Regions from separate parts of the Gossypium hirsutum genome. Here region 2 is linked to region 1. The links are chromatin contacts, called in public Hi-C maps. All regions are on one chromosome and are shown on one strand. Each heading gives the region's core, a stretch centred on a gene start, on an enhancer-like site or on the middle of the called end of the contact. The rest is flanking DNA. Distances are from core to core; before and after follow the strand shown.

Region 1 (7,024 bases), core at 3,322-5,821:
GATTTGACCAATAATACAAGTTCAAGAACTAAAATTGGTAAAAAATTAAATGAAATGCTAAAATAATTTTTTTTTATAAAATTAAGGGCTAAGTAAATGATTATGCATTGATACTTTAGCGCATATATAATCCATGTGGATGAATCATCATGTAAATATCAATCAAAGTTTTGTAAATTTCAAAAACTACCTCCTTAAACAAATTTGAAGTCAAGACAAAATTATATAATTACATCAAAATTTATGTATATTAATAAATTGTCTCCGGAAAATAACACAAACGCGTATGATTGTCTGGGTTTGTCGGAAACCGTCTTCAAAACATGCTGGTCTAAATCCTAAACATCAAAGGCTCCAACAATCCCAGTTTTTAGCAGTTCTTGCAAAACACTCATCCACTGCAATAATTGGGCAAGTAATGGCAATTAGATTTCGAAATTTCTAAAATTTTTATCTGTAATAATGCTACAAAACATAAGCGGATGAAAAACACCCTGATAATAATTTTGGGGTCAAGCAAAGGAAGGGGAATCCGACACAATAATCCTACTTTTTCAAGGCAAAGTTGGTATGGTCATTATAACAACCAAATGTCCCCATAATTTAGTATTTTCAGAACAAGAACTCAACGAGTGAGTGTTTTGTTCTTTCTCCCACACATGTTAATGATGCCTAAAGGAGTAAGAATTGAAGTGTTTTGCTTGTTGACTCCGCAAGTAAGGATGGATCCTTTCAATTTAAAGGCTACATAAAATAACATGTTCACGATATGCATGCACAGATAGTCGGATCGTATACAAATCTCATTAAGATATAATTAAAGAGTGGTAATTAATTAGGCAGCACATGCCTGCATGAAATAAAGAAGAGAAAGAAGGAATCCAAAGCTTTAAGTAAAAAGAAGGCATGGAAACCATGTTTCCTATGTAAAGGATTTCCCCATTCCAATCAAACATGCTTTGATGTAGGTGGTGGACCTTAAATAATCACCAATTAATTACATTTAGGTTTTATTTAAATGCTTCAACAACCACCCCATTTGCTTCCTTAAAAAAGGATCTAAACTTTCACAATAATGTTGGGGTCAGCCATGCCATGTGAAAAAAAACCCAACTTCGGGTGTTGATCATAAGAGGAGATGAGGGGAAAGGTATGGCAGATAATATATAAGGTGGTAAGTCTACCAAACTTCCATCTCCTGGTCGGTGCTTTTATCGTTCTAGTACAGAATTTGAGAAGTGGGACCCTTTCATTTACTTGGAATTTGGAAACATAATTATTAGTTTCATTTGTGTAAAATTTGACAAATTCCGGATTTCTCAACTCGTAATGCAATTACATTTTCCTAGGAATTGCTTTGGAAATGGGGAAGGGATATTGTATCATTAGTAATCCAAATTACGCCTTCTGCTTAATTTTTTTTTACTTCAAATTTCTCACACACTTTGATTTATTTTGGACGTAATACTTTTAGTATTTAAATATATTTCAAAATAATAATATAAAAAACCTGGTAGTTTTATAAAATTTTCAGGTATCTTCATATTCTTTTTAGTTTTTTTTTCTTTTTTTTTGTATTTTCTTAATGTTTTAAAAAAATTTAGATAAAATAATCAGGCATTTTAAAAAAATTTACAATTTTTTCTACTTTTCAAAATATTTTTCTTCTTTAAAAGGGCTTCTTTCATCTTCAATAAAACTACCGATTTTGCTCATTTTTGCTCTGATCTCTTATTATTATTATTATTATTATTATTATTATTATTATCTCTCACTCATTTTTATAGGCATAATTGTAAAAAAAATCCTCAATGTTTGGAGGCTTTTGATTTTGTGCCCTTAACCTTTTTATTTTTTGATTGACACCCTCAACGTTATAATTTTTTCAGAAATTAGTCTACTTTTAACCGTTAATGTGAATTGATCATTAATAAAATTATAAGTCAACATAGTAGCCCATGTGACATGTCACGTAAGCACACGATGTCATATATGATGTCATTTATTTAACTTTTTTTTTTCATTTTGTTTCTATTTTCTTTCTTCTTCCCTCTTTCTCTCTTCCCCTGCAAATCACTTGCAAATCACACCATTGAAGGATTCTTCTAAAACGCAAAGCTTTAAATTTGCTCTTTAATTAATAATTTAAAGCAAACACCTTTAAACACCCTTTATTTTCAGGGGAATGGTAGTGCCGGATTCGAGCTGTCCCTATGGACTCAAATTGATGATAAACGATTACCCATACGCCGTTGATGGATTAGAAATCTGGACCGCCATTGAAACCTGGGTAACCCAGTACTGTTCTTTCTACTACCCATCAGATGAAACAGTTAAAAACAACACTGAAATCCAATCATGGTGGTCGGAGGTCAAAAACGAAGGCCACGGCAATTTAAGAAAAGAACCATGGTGGCTGGAGATGAACACATTAGCTGGTCTCACCCAAGCATGTACCATCATCATATAGATAGCTTCCGTTTTCCACGCAGCTGCCAATTTCAGACAATACCCATACGCCGGATACCTCCCAAACAGACCAACAGTCAGCCGTTGGTTCATGTCGGAACCAGGCACCAAAGAATACGACGAGCTCAAAAACGACCTATATTTGGCTTTCTTGAAAACAATCACCGCACAGTTCCAAAACTTTACTGGGTGTATCACTTATAGAAGTCTTATCAAGGCATGCAACCGATGAAATATACTTGGGGCAAAGAGATACGGCAGAATGGACCACCGAAGATGAACCCTTAGCCGCATTTGAAAGATTCGGGAAGAAACTAGTGGAAATTGAGAGTAGGATTATGGAAAGAAACAATGATAGTAAATTGAAGAACAGAGTTGGACCGGTGAAGGTGTCGTATACATTATTGTATCCTAATACATCGGATTATAGCAGAGATGGTGGGCTTACAGGGAAGGGAATCCCCAATAGTATCTCGATATAAAGCTCTTTAGCTTTCCATGGCAGGAAAGTATCGATTTATGGGTATATAATAGGTTTGGGTTTTAGAAGAATCCTTGAATGGTGTGATTTACAGGAAGAGAGAAAGAGGGGAGAAAAAATAAAATGGACACAAAATGAAAAAAAATAAATAAATAGATTACGTGATATATAACATCATTTGCTTACGTAGCATATCACATAGGCTACTATGTTGACCTACAGTTTAATTAACAGTCAATTCATATTGACCGTTAAAAGTGGACTGATTTTTGAAAAAATCGTAATGTTAAGAGTATCAATCAAAAAATAAAAAGGTTAAGGGCATAAACCAAAACTCCCAAACGTTGAGGGTTTTTTTAGAATTATTCCATTTTTATACACTACATAGATGATTCATTTGCATTCACCTAGTTTAAATGTTTTTTTAATGTTTACTTCAATAATTACGTGGTTTGCTTGGAATTTTTTTTTTGGCTTGATAATGTTTCTTATTTGAAAATAATTGGTAAAAAAATCTATTCAATCCCTCCCAATTTTAAAATTGAATAAATTGGCCCATCGAAAAATTCAAAGCAATTTAATCATTATCAATTTCGAAAGTGAGCAACTAAAGACAATTAATCCTGACGTTAATATTTTCCAACAATTGTTCACGATTTTGATTGGTATAATAATAAATTTAACCCACAATGTTTACACATTCTATCAATTTGGTCCTAATTAACAAATTTATCCTCCCACATTTGTGTAAATGTGTAAATATTGAGGCTAAGTTTTTTGAATTTTTTAGAATTAAGGCCAAAATGACAAAATATATAAACATTGATTCTAAATTTGTCATTATACCAATCAAAATCATATACAATTGATGGAAGACATTAACTCTGTGATTAATTGTCTTTATTTGCTCTAAATTTTTTTAAGAAAGACTAATTTGCTTAATTTCGAAATTGAAAAGGATTCAAAAGGTAATTAAAAAAAACTCTTGGTTTTAATCGGTTAACATGAGCTTCAAAGGAAAGAGAGAGATTTCTCCGGGTTTTCAATTCCATGACTTATTTTAGGGATTTGTTTAAGTAAAAACCATTTTAATTGCTATTGTTCGTTATTATGTCTTTTTTTTTTTTTAATTCCTTGAGGTTTTGTGAAGATTTGATATGTTTGTACTTGATTTTCTATGCTTCGATATTTATGTATTACTAAAAAGAGAACGCTTTTAGTGAACCTATTAAAATAATGTGCAGGTTAATTTGAATATGGACATTTATTTATCTAAATTTATTTTGAATATGAAATAATTTTTATATTTTTTTTATAAATTTATACATTTTAAAGATTTTTTTTATCTTTTTATTTATTTGTTATATGTTATAATTTTAAACTCCACGCGTTGTTGTGTTATTAGTTATTAATGTCACTTCATCACATTTCAATATTGTTATAGTAAAAGTGTAACGGATTTAATTAAAATTTTAAAAAGAAAATTAATAAGTGACTAGGTTAACGCAAATTAGAATCCCAATTTTGTTAATTAGGCCCATAATTTAGAAGACCAATTGGGTTGGTTTATGCTTGAAAGTCTAGCCCAGTAATGCTATATTTTTGTTTAGCCATTTTAGGAAGAGTATGGCCTCATTAGGTTCTAGAAACTGGACCATAGTAGCGCATAGCTCATATGCAGGCCTACAAGTCCTGATGGTATGCAAATAATAAATGAATTTTCATCTAATTAGATTAAAGTTAACTGTAAATATGCATCCAATAACTGTAACAGTAAAATTTATCCATTGAATGAGCCATTCTTTCAACCAAACTAATGAATCATGCATCGTTCATCGTTCATCACTGAATAAGGGAAATGGCTCATTCAATGGAATGGTCTACTCTTTTTCATTTTATAGTTGATATAAAAAAATAACTAATTCCTACAACATTGAATAGCAAATATATATATATTTTTAGATTCACCTTTAAAAATATTTTGTATAATTAAATAAATAATATAACATATCATATTAAATAAAAATTTAAATTATATTATATTAAATATAATTATATAAATAATAAAATATAATTTCATAATTTTAATAAAAAATATTTTATCACTTAAATATAGAGGTCGGGTTGAACTATGACTCGATTTAAAAAAAATCAAATCTGGGCTCATTTTTAGGTCGACCCAACCCAACATGTTTGCACGTTTCACTGTTCAAATACTAATAAAAAATAATTTTATTCCTTTATAATTAAACTTAAACTTTAAATTATTTTTATTATTTAGACTGAACTCAGGTCGAACTTAGCAATTTTAGAAACAAAGATCTTTTTTCAAGTCTGACCCAAGTCAAGTTAAGCCTACTACACTATGTGGGCCATTCGATTCATGGATAAATCTAGTTATATATATTTAAATATTTTACAATAAAATATATCATTTAGCATGAGCTGAGTTGCAATACCTTTGGATACCTTCAAACTAAACGATCATGACCTATCTTCGTCGAGACCTGCGTACACAAGAAACACATTTCCACGCTAGGCATTAAATGGTTAATGGTACTAGCACAATTTGAATTGAAAATAATAAAACATTTAAACAATCAAACATGCTAATAAATCACTTTGCTAAATTAATAAGTTAACATCACTTCTCAACACGTCATTTATAAATAATTACATCATGTTAAATCCCATGTTTCAAAAGATTATGTAGACAAAGCTCAACATCACGAAGAAAGAGTTGGAAAAACAGTTGTTTCAACTTAATGAAGAAGTTCTTACAGACGAGATTCTAGGGGATATTGTGGAGACAAAGCTGTAAATTAATATGCAGGTGGACAGAGAGGAGCTTTATTGGGAACAGAGAGCTCAAGCAAATTGGCTGAAAAATAGGGATAGGAATACCCATTTTTTCACCAATCAGCAACGGATCAGAGTAGGAAGAACAAGGTGGAAGAATTAGTGGATGGCGAGGGTAATAGTTATGCGAACAATGATGCTTTATTACAGTTGGCCACTGATTATTTTACTTCTTTATTTACAGCGAAAAGTGTTGGAGATCCAAGCTCAATTTTGGAAGGTGTTGAGCCATGTATTTCTTAACAGATGAACGAGGACCTTGAGAAGGAGTTTACATATGAAGAGGTGTGTTCAACTCTTAAAGCCAAGAGCCCGTTAAAAGCTTCTAGCGAAGATGGGATAGGGGCGATTTTCTACCAAAGGTTTTGGCATATTGTGGGTAAAGATGTAGCTAATTTCTGTATTGAGACGATGCAGGGGTTGATAATATGGCTGAAATTAACAATACAAGAATTGTTTTAATTCCCAAGGTCAGTTCTCCTCGGTGCATGACTCAACTTAGACCTATTAGTCTTTGTAATATTTTATATAAAATCATTTCAAAGATGTTGGTGAATAGGTTTCAAAAGATACTCCATGTATGTATTGATGAAGCACAGAGTGCTTTTGTACCGGGAAGACTCATTACGGATAATATCATAGCTGCATATGAAACTTTACATTCTATGAAGAGAAAACGTATTGGGAGGAAAGGGTTATTTGCGTTAAAACTAGATATGAGTAAAGCTTATGACCGGGTTGAATGGAATTTTGTGCATGTTATGCTTCGAAGGACAGGGTTTTCGGATAGGTGGATTGAGAAAGTTATGGGTTGTTTGACATTGGTCTCGTATTCTGTGGGTATGAATGGGAAGGCGTGTGAGTTATTTTTCCCGTCACGAGGCCTTCGCCAAGGGGACCCTATTAGTCCTTATTTATTCCTTATATGTGGTGAAGGATTGTCGACTCTTCTTAGAAGGGCTGTGTCAAGGGGAGTTCTAAATGGCTTTCGGGTTAGTAGGCAAGCCCCATAAATCACCCATTTGTTTTTTTGCAAATGATAGCCTTTTCTTTGGAGATGCGTCTATCAATGGAGCAATGGTGATCAAAGAAATTTTAGAGGCCTATGCTAAGTGTTCTGGTCAGGAAGTCAATCTTGACAAGTTAGGGTCATTTTTAAGTTCCAATGTTGACCAGTTTAACAGAGAGGAGGTTTGTAGGGTTCTGGGGGTTAAT
Region 2 (7,024 bases), core at 2,969-5,468, 510 kb before region 1:
AAAGTATAATTATAAACAAAGTAATCAAAGAAAATTTTTAAAAATTTAAACCATTCATGAATGAAAAGATTCAATTTCAATATTAAATTTAAAAAAATGACGTTTTTTAAAGTAAAAAAAAATCATTCATTCCATGATATTAAAAACAATAATGTGCATACAAATCTCTTTAAGGTAAAAACTGAAAATATATAAGATATAGATTATAACGTTAATATATAATTAACCACTACAACGAAGCAAAGAATAAATTTTAACGGTTACAAAAAAAATTAAATCTAAAAATAGTTAGAGAATATTAATTTTCAATACTAACCTATTAATATATATTATTTAGATATTAATATCAATAAAATGAAAATTAATAAAAAACCAAAAAAATAAAATATTTATAGAGTTTTTAGAGAAAAGATTTTTTTGGGAGACGTTTAAGCTTTAGAAAAATATTTAATGCTAATTGAAAATCAAATATTTTTATCAATAATATTTAAAACTCAATTGAGTATATCTATAGATTAAAAATAAAATGTTTTTTCTTTAAAAAAAATAAAACACTTTTTTAAGAAAGAATTGAAAATATATATTAAGAATAGATATAGATAATTGTAAAAGACACTTTTAACCTTATTTAATCCTAATGACTCTTTAGAGCTGAAAATATATTATATTAGGAATATTAGACCTTTTGCGTGGTTTGATTATATATTAAAATATTTTTATAAAAAAATAGCAATAAATTTTAATAATTTAACTTAAATTAATTAATCAAAATAAATTTGAAAGAGAATTTATATATGGTTTATACGCAATCACACTTAGACTTAACATTTAAAATTTCAATACCAACTTTTACTAATACAATTAAAATTTGAATCGCGAATCTTTAAGAATATATGAGAAAAGTTATTTTTCTTTGTATATACAAATTCTATTTAGTCTATTTGTACCAAAAATTATAAGTTGATGTAATTTATAATTCTTTAATGTTATAGTAATATTTTATAGTAAATTTTAGTAATAAATTTTTTGATTGTTTAAGATGGATTTTAGTAATACAATTTTGGTTTATTTTCAAATTAACCCCTAAATTATATTTTGATTTTTAAATTAGTATTTAAAGTATTTTTTCATTAAATGATACTAAACTGTCAAATTTATCTCCCTTTATTTCAAGGTCAAATAAATCATTTTCTATTCTCTTGAACAATCAACTATACTATTTGCTTAGATTTGCCCTCTAACAACTTACAAAAAAATGAAAGCTTCTGCAATGGTAGCATTAAAAACAAATATATATATACATATATAAAGAAAAATTGTAACTTACAAAAAAAAAGAATTTAAAGAAAAAGTAATTGATAAAAAAACCAAGCATAACTAATTAGTTATAAATTAAAAATCACCTAATTGGCTATGAAAAGAACATTTTAAAGTTAAATTAATTCATTAAAATTGTAAAATATAACCATTAAAAATTAAAACATAACTAACAAGCACCGCTTTATTTATTCCAAATAACCAAAGTGGATATGGATAGATATAAGCCATAAAAATATTGTTTTATTCATTATCCTATTGATAATATATTTATGCAACGTCATATATAAATAGATCAAAATATAGCACCAAGAAACATAATCTTAATAGCATGAGCTTTCATATCCTAACTCAATTCCTTGTTAAAATTTGTCACTAACTCAAGAAATATCAATGTACAATATTTCATACATGCACATTCCCTTATAGTAAATTAATGAAAATCATAGCTAACATTCTTTATGAAGAATTACAAAAACTAAAAAGCAAACTTGAAATAAAGAAGTTGACATCTACCAAACATTTTTATAAACTACAACTCTAATGGTTCAACTTTGGGCGTAGAGATATTGCCCTTCAACTATGTTGATTCTCTGCTCAATCACACTTTCCTTCTAAAACCTTTGAATCAAAGTGTCAAATGTCAACTTCAACACATTGAGGCAACACCATTTTAAGATAAACTCTTCTTCCTAACCCAAGTAAGGATACTTATATATATACAAATAAATATTGTAACATCTATCAAAATTAATAACATAAAATTTTAAAAAATGTAACAACGGACAAAATTAAAGGAAAAATTTTTATCAAGCATTTTATTATTTGTTTTTTTATACTAAAAAATGTAACTGTGGAAAAGAAATAAAGAGGATTTTGAAATATTTATTAATTAATTAAAAATATAACAAGTAGAAAAGGGAAAAATTAAAAAAAATGAATCAATGACAAAAATATAACAATAAATTCTACATTTATTATCAACAAATTAACAAATCATATCTACTTAATAAAAGAATGAATAAAAAGTATATATCATTCTTTATTCCAACAATCTTAAAATCATGTTATTATTTCTTTGTCATCATTTATGGTTTATAATATAAAATTATTATTCGAAACTATTGAACATATAATAAAAATTAAAAAAAAAACTTCTAAGAAGTTAACTAATTTTCTTGGGATGTAGAAAAAGTTGATGTTAGTACTAACAAAATATTGAAATAAAAAATTACATGCCTGTTATGGGATAATTAAGGATATAATAATATTATTCTAAAAAGAATATAATATACTATATTAGAGATATAATAAGATATACTGATATTAGGTAAAAATAATTTCATTTCTATTAGTTATTTAATAATTTTAAAAACAATTATAATTCTGATAAAAAAAAGCTATTATATAAAAATAAAAGATCCATTTTTGCCCTTAAATTTAAGTTTACATACTTATTTTACCCCTATTTATTGTATGAAGTTCCTTAGGAAGCAGATTTATATAATATGTGAAAATTATTATTTTTTAAAGAAAAAATGAAAGGTTTACTTTGTATTATATAAAAATAATTGCATTTTGATTAACGATTTAATAATAATTTAAATTTTATTATATTTAAAATTTCATAATGGCTTTATTAATAATAAAAGAGTATTGATAATTTACCCATTTTGTCCCATTAATTCTGTATAACTGCAAATTATTACAATACCACTATTTATTCCTAATACTTCCTTAGGAGCTGATTTTATAAAATATAAATATATATGAGTTAATTACCACTTACCTTTTCATTTCCGGGCTTCTATACGAGTCAAAGTAAATGATATCCAGTGCCGTTAGTTTTAAATAAATTAGTGGATAACAATTTCATTGTTTTTCAAAATATTTTTCCATAAATTTCAAACATTAAAAGAAATGTTAAAATTAGAAAAGGTCGTATCATGTTTAAGAAAAATTTGATCTTTCCTTTAAAATAAATTGAATTGCTTTTTACATGCAATTTAAACTATATTTCGTTAAGCATGACCGGTGGATGAAGGACCCCTTTGCATGCTGTTTAAACTATTAAAAATGCTTCATTGGCGGTGAGGAAACTCTTTTTTTATCTCATAATCATTTTAATTCAACCCATTAAATGCATATAAAGAGAATATCCGCATATTGGGTCATCGGCGTTCAACGCCTTGACGATGATGGTCACCGCAGCTGTTTTGAAGCGGTTTTCGATTTCTGAAAATCTTGAAATCACGTTTGAATAATAGAAAAAAAAAAGAAAGAAAAATTGCATATGGGCTTATCAACGATCTACGCCTCACCTGTGTGGCTCACCGCCACTATTTTACATACGTTTTGCGAAATCTAAAAGCCGTCCTCGACATTGCATTCACTGCCGGTGATGAATATATTATATATATGAAACCCTTTTTTTTTTAAATACGTAAAAAACAGTTATTAAAAAAATCGCATATGGGTCATCGCCATTCTATGCCTCACCAGTGACGAGCACCGGCCTACAGTTGAAGAAAAAATGGAACTTTTAAAATAATAAAGAAGAGAAAGATAAAAAAAAAACTTTTTTTAATAGTTTAATGTCATTAATAATTTCACCTTAAATTTTAAAATTTTCACTTGAATTTGATTTTTTTTAAAAATAAAAATTCTAAAATTTAAAATAAAAATATTAATTTAACATTAAACTATTAAAAAAGACATACAAATAATATAATATTATTGTTTAATACCATCCTTTTCTGTTTACTTAAATATTTGGCTGAAAAATTTTAGTGATAAAAGATAATGGTTGCGGCGGAAAAAGATGGGAACTATACCTGTCGAGGGGCGCCCGTAAGCCATAATCTTCATTGGGGTTTGCTGTTGGAGGAATTTTTTATTTTTGTCCTTTCGCTTTGCCTCTAGTGCAAATCCCCCTTTTGGTGGGATCCAGCTTAGGTTGTTTCCTTGTTTGGAATGACACTAATTACATTTGATATTTTTATATTACAAATCATGATTCATATACGAGATTCTAGGTATCTTTGGACCATTTCTCATCCTACATGTCCTTCTCTTACCTGAAAAAGGATCCATCTTGCTTATATTCCATTTCTTTTATGCCCTTGTGATCCAACAACAATGAATGTCCTTCGTTAGCCCCCTTTTTTTTTTCTTTTCTTTTCTTTGATGTATAAAGAAAGCCAAACCAGTAATATTTTGACCTTAAGGAGAATCGGAAGGGTTTATGAATTCCACATTATTTGAAACTTGTGAACATCTAAATGCTCGGTTCTTAACAATTATTTTGGCATATTATAGATTTTCTATGTTTTATAATTGAATTTTAATTAATTGATATGATTGTTGTTGCAGAAATTAAGAGAATGTGATACTTAAATAGAAAATATTTTTTACTTTAAAATTTGAAGTTATATTTAATTCACGTTGTATATTTTAAAAAAAATATTCAAACATATATCTAAAAATATTGGAAGTAAAATAACATACCCCCATTGAAATATTATCGAATCCGGCACTTAGTATGTGCACCTGGGGTCCATTAATTAAACAAGTTTTTTCAATTGGGTGTAGAATTTGTCGTGCTGAATTTAGCCCCACCACTTTCTCTAGGAATGATCCGTTGGTGGTAAGCCGCCCACTTTGTGCTTTACACCAGGCTATTAGTGGAAACAAATCTTAGTCTGCAAGCGATTTTGTGGGAATATGGCTTCATATGTGGAAGTGTGGAGGTACCATGGTATAGTAAATATGATAATATATTAAAGTAATCAAAACCCAACAATGCAGTCCACTTTGGTCAGCTTTTTGAGCTTAAGGATGCTCCCAGAAGCCAGAAAGGGTCTCCTATATAGACGCACCTGTTTCTGCCCCAAAAGATATGTTGATTTGTGTATGATTTGTCCCAAATAAACCACCTTTAATTGGTTCTTTGCTAATCGCGTTTCGGTGTTTTATTAATGGCTTTTGTCTCCATATATACCCTTATGTGCTTCTTTGAGTGGTGGTTTTATTTTCTTTAAAGCCAATCAATTGGCAAAGCAACTTATTCCTTGGAGAAAACTAAAGAAGAGAATGGTCCTTGGTAGATTCTGTGCGTGGGAAACCCAATTGATTCCTCGATTAAATATTTCAAAATTCAATCCATAGATTGAATGAAACATGTACACAGCGGGCCCCAATGGCATTGAATACAGAACATGGAAAACTTGGGGAAAGGGGGTGGGATGCGAAAAACATGTCATTTTACCTTTTTTTCTTTTTTATAACAGTATAATTTGTTTATCAATATTTTATTTATGTTAAAATTAAGTGACCCGAATTTTTATTTAAATAAAATATAGTAGTAAAATAAAATAAAAGTAAAATTCATATAAAACTATACTTTTTTATTTTATTTTATTTTAGATTAATGTTTTTTAAACCCTATTAAACTTCATCTATTTCATATTGATTAGAATAAGATATTTCAATCTTACTACACTCCTATTAGAATATGAGTTTACAAGCCTATAAATAGACATAGTCTATTCCTCTTGTATTCATTCGAATTCGACATAGTGAATTTTCTTCTCCTTTACCCGTGGTTTTTTCCGAAAGGGTTTCATGTAAAAATCTGTGTTATTTATTTTTATTTCTCTTTTCTTTGCGATATATTGTCATTACCGATGTTCTATTTTTTTTATAGTTTATTATAAAAAAATGATTGTTATAGATTTTTAACTACATGTTATTTTAGAAATATAATTATTATAAATTTACCATAAATTTCATGAATTTTCATTAAATGAAAAAAATTGATAATTATGTTCAAAAAAGAAAGCAAGTGAAAACCAAATCAACAAAATTAAAAGACATATAACATATTCATGCATTATTGCTTTTATACCTTTTTTTATATGCTTTTAATTTTTTTTAATTTTTTTTAAATATTTTAAACAATTGGCATGTGTCTCTTTTGCATGCATTATTGCTTTTATACCTTTTATACCTGAAGGGAAATTATTTTGTACACTCTTAGTAGAGTTTTTAGACTCCACAAGTAGGGTCAGGCGGTTGACGAGTGTCCTTTAAGGATATAGTAAAATATTTAAAAAATTTTAAAAAAAGAGACACATGCCAATTGTTTAAGGTTGCTTGTGGAATAAAAAAAATACACTATTATACAAAAGGCTCTAGAATATTGATCTACCCTCCAAAATAAAAATTACAACATGGAGGATTGTAAACAACTATGTGCCTACTTATGCAAACCTATACTACAGGATGTTGATGAACTCTACGAACTGTCCTCGCTGCCACAATGGTGTTAAAATAGTTGAACATGTTTTCAAGAGTGTTTGCACACGAAGGAGATCTGGCAACAGTCAGGGTTCACACAATGTATGCAGATGCATATGACTTAAATGGCAGAATGGGTAAACAATTTTTTTGAAAATAGTTCCATGTACCTTTGTCGATTGTTTTATTGTGGGTTGTGGGCAATCTGGACTGCACGCAACAAATTGCTACATGAAGGGCAAAGTTTGAGCGCAAGGGAGACAATATATTTCATCAAGAAGTATTTGAGTGAAATTATGGGGGATAAGAGCAAAATTGCAGAGCGAATCATACCCGCTGGTGTGTGGAAGGCAACTTAGAACCCTTTTGTCAAAATAAATTTTGATGCAGGATTTTGCAAGCAAGATAA

The links. A called contact is a pair of places that touch in the nucleus more often than the background predicts.
Region 2: a contact with region 1 is called in a Hi-C map of hypocotyl, with 1.7 times the contacts expected there. The contact joins two enhancer-like sites. A contact is called at or near these places in 5 of 34 Hi-C or Micro-C datasets (callus, hypocotyl and leaf).

The regions. Positions count from the first base shown.
Region 1 is chrD01:49,766,763-49,773,786 of Gossypium_hirsutum_v2.1, reverse strand. It overlaps LOC107921293 (a long non-coding RNA gene), which reads right to left. Exons shown (of 4, transcript XR_001691007.2): 4 at 3,802-5,457. It also overlaps the pseudogene LOC107921328. Among protein-coding and RNA genes, the nearest start is that of LOC107921293, 5.6 kb to the right of the region's middle. Within about 2 kb of position 4,571, at least 3 of the 9 cell types and tissues checked have an H3K27ac peak or open chromatin away from gene starts, as enhancers often do. A contact at or near this core is called in hypocotyl and leaf, where this site is marked.
Region 2 is chrD01:50,281,270-50,288,293 of Gossypium_hirsutum_v2.1, reverse strand. No RefSeq gene overlaps it. Among protein-coding and RNA genes, the nearest start is that of LOC121214243, 41 kb to the right of the region's middle. Within about 2 kb of position 4,218, at least 9 of the 9 cell types and tissues checked have an H3K27ac peak or open chromatin away from gene starts, as enhancers often do. A contact at or near this core is called in hypocotyl and leaf, where this site is marked.